2 separate regions of the Macaca mulatta genome follow, and region 1 is linked to region 2. A link is a contact called in public Hi-C data. All regions are on one chromosome and are shown on one strand. Each heading gives the region's core, a stretch centred on a gene start, on an enhancer-like site or on the middle of the called end of the contact. The rest is flanking DNA. Distances are from core to core; before and after follow the strand shown.

Evidence for each region. A called contact is a pair of places that touch in the nucleus more often than the background predicts.
Region 1: a Hi-C map of fetal cortex germinal zone shows a contact between it and region 2, with 4 times the contacts expected there. The contact joins the promoter of S100PBP here to the promoter of FNDC5 in region 2. A contact is called at or near these places in 5 of 14 Hi-C or Micro-C datasets (CD4 T cells, cortical neurons, fetal cortex germinal zone and 2 more).

The regions. Positions count from the first base shown.
Region 1 is chr1:208,038,687-208,041,386 of T2T-MMU8v2.0, forward strand. S100PBP (S100P binding protein) reads right to left here and starts at 1,280. Exons shown (of 7, transcript NM_001266754.1): 1 at 1,214-1,280. YARS1 (tyrosyl-tRNA synthetase 1) reads left to right here and starts at 1,529. Exons shown (of 14, transcript XM_028836407.2): 1 at 1,529-1,721.
Region 2 is chr1:207,982,827-207,985,526 of T2T-MMU8v2.0, forward strand. FNDC5 (fibronectin type III domain containing 5) reads left to right here and starts at 1,312. Exons shown (of 6, transcript NM_001436077.1): 1 at 1,312-1,562. The coding sequence starts at 1,469.

The sequences.
Region 1 (2,700 bases), core at 30-2,529, 56 kb after region 2:
CCAATGGACAAGACCTCCCGCTGGCCTTTGATTTCCAACCTTTCCCAAATGCAATACATGGGAAGCACACAGCACAAAACGCACTCAGCAAGCTTTGTTATCACTCCATAAAATACACACAACATTTACAAAAAATCAAAATGAACTCAAATTATCTGTAACAGTTTTGCAAATTCCTTCGAAGTAACTAAAAACACCGCAGGACGGAAAAAACAACCCAGGGCTGCAAATCTTTGCTTTAGGTAACATTTCACTAGATGAGAGTGCCAGGATTCTCCTCCCACATGGGCACAGAAAACAGATTTGCTAAGCTGCAGCAACAGGTTTCTTTAAAAAAAAAAATGTGCTTTAAAACACTTCAGGCAGGTCTGCTAGAGCTTGGAGTCCCTAACGAATACACAAAACACTGGAGATCAGGTTAGGGCAGGCGGTGGGCAATTCAACCACTTCTAGGACCTTTCCAGGACCCACCGAGGTGCTGCTTTCCCTCTTGCCCTAGAAGTAACTGGTGACGCCGTCTCCAGCCCTTGAGGACCCGGAGAAAGGATGGCCCAGGCCCAACCTTTGGAGGATACTGCCTTGGCTCTCTCTCACAAATGCAACGGCCCGGGACGGTGTCGCCCTCCAGGAAGGCCCTTTGCATCTCCCTCCTCCGGAGACACCGCGAATTCCCGCCTCCCGGCGGAAAGCGGGAGAAGCGAGGGTTTTCTCCCCGCCCCTCCCCCAGTAGGGGCACACCCGCCCCCCTCAGCAGGCCTGGGCTTTGCGCTCCTCTCCCGGGAACCACCGTCCTCAGATCTCCCCGGGGAGTGGGCCGTCCTCTTCCTGCCCCCACCCGCGAGACGCGGCAGAAAAGCCCGCGGCTATCTTCCCGCCAGCAACAGCCTCCCGCCGAGCCGGTCGGGACAGAGGCGGCCCCCACCCCCACTGGGCAGGGACTGCAGACGGCGCTCCCCGACTCTCAGACGACCAGGGAGCTTCCCTTTTCCTCAGCGGGGTGAGGGGCATCTGTCGCCTGCCGACTTGGAGGTGGGGGGCAGGGACATTCCCTCGCCATCACCTCAGGAGCTAGAATGCTTCTCGCCGCAGGGCGTGGGCCTCCCAATCCCTCCAAGGGGCGGACGGCGTGCGCAACCCCCTGGAGAAGCAACAGGCGCCCCCATCCCCCTCCAAGCCGGGTAACGCCGACCCCCTTTTCCCTCCCGCTCTTCACCTCCGGAAGCCGGGCCAAAGCCTGGGCGAACGACTGCGCCTCACTCCGCCCCCTGCGCCATTTTATCGCCCCCTCCCCGACCTCCCCCACCCCGAGTCAGCCGGGCCAACGCCAGGGGGAGGGCAAACCAGCAGTGATTGGCAGGAAACCGTCCCGCCTCTAGGAGGGTTGTGCCCCGCGCAGGCGCTTCAGCCCCGCCCTCCGCACCGCCTACCGTGCCCGCCGGCTCCACCTTTTCCCGTCTCATCGACCTGCTCGACTCTCCGCTGCTCCTCACTTTTTCCAGCTACTGCCGGGCGGGGAGGGGTCCAGGCCGAGCAAGCGGAGCGCCGAGCCCAGCTGATGCAACCTGGCTGGACTCGCGTGACAGTTCCCGGTACGCGGCGGCGACGGTGACCCAGGAAGGGGCTCTGGTGCCGGGCTGAGCAGGGGAAGCAGGGGTAGCGGAGCCATGGGGGACGCTCCCAGCCCTGAAGAGAAACTGCACCTTATCACCCGGAACCTGCAGGTCAGGCCTGGGGGTCGGAAATGCGCCGTTGGGGACTAGGAGCCCGAGGTTCAGTGATTTTGAGCCCCATTACGGGGTTCTAAGTATGTGGGGCCGGGGTCTCGGCGCTGGGGCAGCTCTGAGAAAGGCTGTAGATCTCACTGCTGGTCGGTCAGTCAATCAAGCAGCCCTTACCTGGGTTCCACAGAAAGCACAGCGGGCTCATCTCTTCCGTCCAGTTACCTTGTGTTGGAGCCAAGCTTTGAATCCAGGACTCCCACTCCACCACCCTATTAAGTGCCAGACCTGGAGCTTAGTCGCTGGGGATACGTCAAGCCAGAGCTTGTCTGAAGGGGATCAGACGTTAAAAATGACCCATTACGGTTCAAGTAAGTACTGGAAGATGCTATACTGGGAGCTTTAAAAGGAAAAAGAGAAGGGAAGCCTTCCCTGAGGAAGTGACCTCTAAACTGCGCCTTGAAGATAGTGGATCCCCCCTCCTCATATGTTCCGATTGTTACCAAGAAATACGGGAGTAGAAGTTAACCAGAGGAAGAATGGAAGAATGACGAGGGAGAGCATTTCAGATGGAGGGAACAGAAATTGTGGCTAATTTAGCTGGAGTGGAGTGAGCAAAGTTATGCGGAAGTACTTAAATATTTGTGTTGCTTATTCCCTTAACTTTTTCAGGCTTCTATTGTCACCTTATCAGGGAGGCATGATTTCCGACCACTTTATTTAAATAACAAACCCTCTGGCACCAGAACTGCCCCATCCCTTGCTCTGCCTTTTTTTTTCTGTTGTTATTTCTACATGCTATACATTTTATTTGTTTATTTGTTTAGGAGAGGTAGGCAGGGTCCAAGTCACGGGCGCCTTGCAGGCCTTATTCTGTTCAATTTTAAATTGTGCTTTCTTCAAAGAGCAGTTGATACATCACTTGGGCCACAGCCTGCTCTGTTTTTTCTTTTTTGAGATGTAATTCACATACTATAAAATT
Region 2 (2,700 bases), core at 62-2,561:
GACCAAGGAGGAACACAGGGCCAGCGAAGGAGTCCTGGGTGGGCATTAGGAGAGGAGGGTTGTCTATCGCTGCTCTTGACCCACTGTGTGAATTTTCACCAAGCTCTTCCCATCGCAAGACCCCACTTCCTTAATGTAAAACCAGGTGGATGGAGAGGTTTCTATGGCAGAACTTTGCAAGATGTCCCCTTTCCAAAGAAAATTAGCCCTTCCAGGGCTTCTTGAAAACCTTTAAGACCCAAAGGGAAGTCCCGCTAATGGTGGAATTTCGGATAGTCGTGGGAGGGGGCTCAGGGGTTCTTGTTGAGACAAAAAGGCCCTGAGCCCTGGTCCATGCCTCTCCTCCACTTTGTTTCTCTGGCTGGGATGAGGGAGGGGGGCTGCAGTCACTCCCCCTCTCAGAGATGCTCTTAGAGAGATCGCTGCAGACTCTTTTCTGGCTGGGGAGGAGCTGACCCCGGCCAATTCTAGAATCTCAGGAATCTCCGGATGGGTGAAGTCACTCTGGGTGGGGAGACAGTTCAGTTAAGCACAGCTTTGGGAGTCAGATCAGCCTGTGCTCAAATCCTGCTGTGGGTCCCTGGACAAGTCCCTGTCCAAGCTGCAGGATCCTCTTGTGCAAAGTGTGCACAGAGTATGACTTTACAGAGTTGCCCTGAGAATTAAGCCACATAATGCAAAGAAAGCTCAGCATAGTATCTGGCCCCTGGTAGACGCTCATTACTGCCCTCACTATGGGGATGAAAATGAAGGAAAAGGACTGGCCTGGCGTCACAGAGTTGAGTCCAGTGAGTCAGAGCAGCCTCTTCCCAACCCCACTGGAACACGAAGCCCTAGTGTCCACTTAGCACTCTTTGCTCAACCCAGCCTTACTGTGATCTCTCCCCTCTGCTCCCGTCTACCCCAGCTGCATAGGCCTCGGGTCTAGAGTGGAGTGAAGGGATCCCTAGGCCCAGGGATGGGAGGCGCGCTTTGGGGTGGCGGCTCAAACGGGCATCTCCGTGGCACTTGCCCTCCCTCTACCCTGGGAAAGGGCAGAAAGCGGCAGCCGAGTCAGGGCTGTGTGCAGGCGAGAGAGTGACCGCGGCGGGAGCGCGGAGAACCCAGCTGGGCTCCCGCTCGGTGAACGGGTGGGAGCCGCGGGTCCACGAAGCCCGTATCTCCCCGGTAGCGGACCGAATAGGCAGCGGGGGCGGGAGTGGGGGCGCCCTCCGGTCCTCACCCCGCCCCCGCGCCTCTCCCCGCAGCGGGGGCGCCCCGCCCCCCGGGCGCCCGACGTGGACGCGGCCGCCGCCACCGCCGCCGCGCGGGAGTTGCTGTCCGCGGAGCCGACATGCAGGCGGCGCGGGGCGGCGCGGGGCGGCCGGGGCGGCCGGGCCGCGGGCCGGAGCGCGAGCGCGAGCGGCCGCCGGGCGCCGGAGCCACGTCCCCCTGCGCCGCCCCGGGCCTGCCGGCCGGAGGAGCCACCATGCACCCCCGGCCGCCGAGCGCCTGGCCGCCCCGCGCCCGCGCCGCGCTCCGCCTGTGGCTGGGCTGCGTCTGCTTCGCGCTGGTGCAGGCGGGTAAGGGGGCCCGGGGCGGGGGACCGGCGGGCCGGCGCCGGGGCAGACTCCTCTACCTGGGAGTCCCCTGGTCCTTTCCCTGCCCCCTAGGGATCTCCTGTCTCGGCCGAAACACTGCTCCCCTAACCCAGCCCCCAGCATCTTCCCTACCTCCTTGACCCCCAGACCTGTCCTTCAGTTTCCTAACCTCCCCTGTCACCTCAGCCCTGGGCTTCTTAGGGTCTTGTGGTCCCCAGTCCCCTAATCCCATTCCCCTAGCCCCAGGTCTTTGCCTCAGCTTCCCTAGCTCCCTTCTTTGGCCCAGGGAGCAGCTGAGGACACCAGTTCTCCCACCTTGGGCCTCTCTCCGTGTCCCCAACATCTCTCAAAGCCCTGCTGGCCAACTCTGCAGGGGCAGATGGGGTCCCGCTGTACAGGAGCACGTGTGAAGGGGATGGGGGCTGGCACCTGAGGGCGCAGTGCAGAGCGTGGGGTGGGCCCCAGCACCCGAGCTGGTGCAGTGTCTGACCTGCCCCATGGGGCCGGCACGTCCTTGCCCAGCCTCTCCTACCACTCTGTCTTTGTCCCTCCTGGCTGCCGCTGCCCGGCTCATCTCTCCCTCCGTGGTTCGGGGCACGCTCTCTCGCATCTGTCTTTCTCAGATGCCCCACTTCTCTGTCCTCTGGTTCTGTGTCTGCCGCCACCTGTCTGTGTCCTGTCTCTCCACCTCCCTCTCCATGTCTGGCTCTGTCTCCCTCAGGTGCCAGGCCCAGCTCCCTGGGCCTCAAGTTCACTCTCTGTGGGGCGAGGGGTACTGCTGAGGCCCAGCTCTGCTCCATGCTGCACCTGCCCCTTGGAAGATAGAGGCTTGTGTGACTGCACTGCCCCTCTCCTGGATGGTTTTCCTCACTGACCCCCACTATTCTCATCACTCTCACCCCCACTTACCTCCTGTCTCTTGGAGTGATTCCTCATTGATCCTCTTCCCCTACCTGTTCTCTCCTCTCCACTCGCCATGGAGGGTCACTGCTCTGAGTGACCCCATCTTCTCCTGCCACCTCTCACCTGCCTCTTGGGGCTGGAAGGGAGTGGAGAAGAGGCTCACACAGACTTCCCCAGGCTTCATTCTGCCTGGGCCACCACAATTCTGGGGATACTT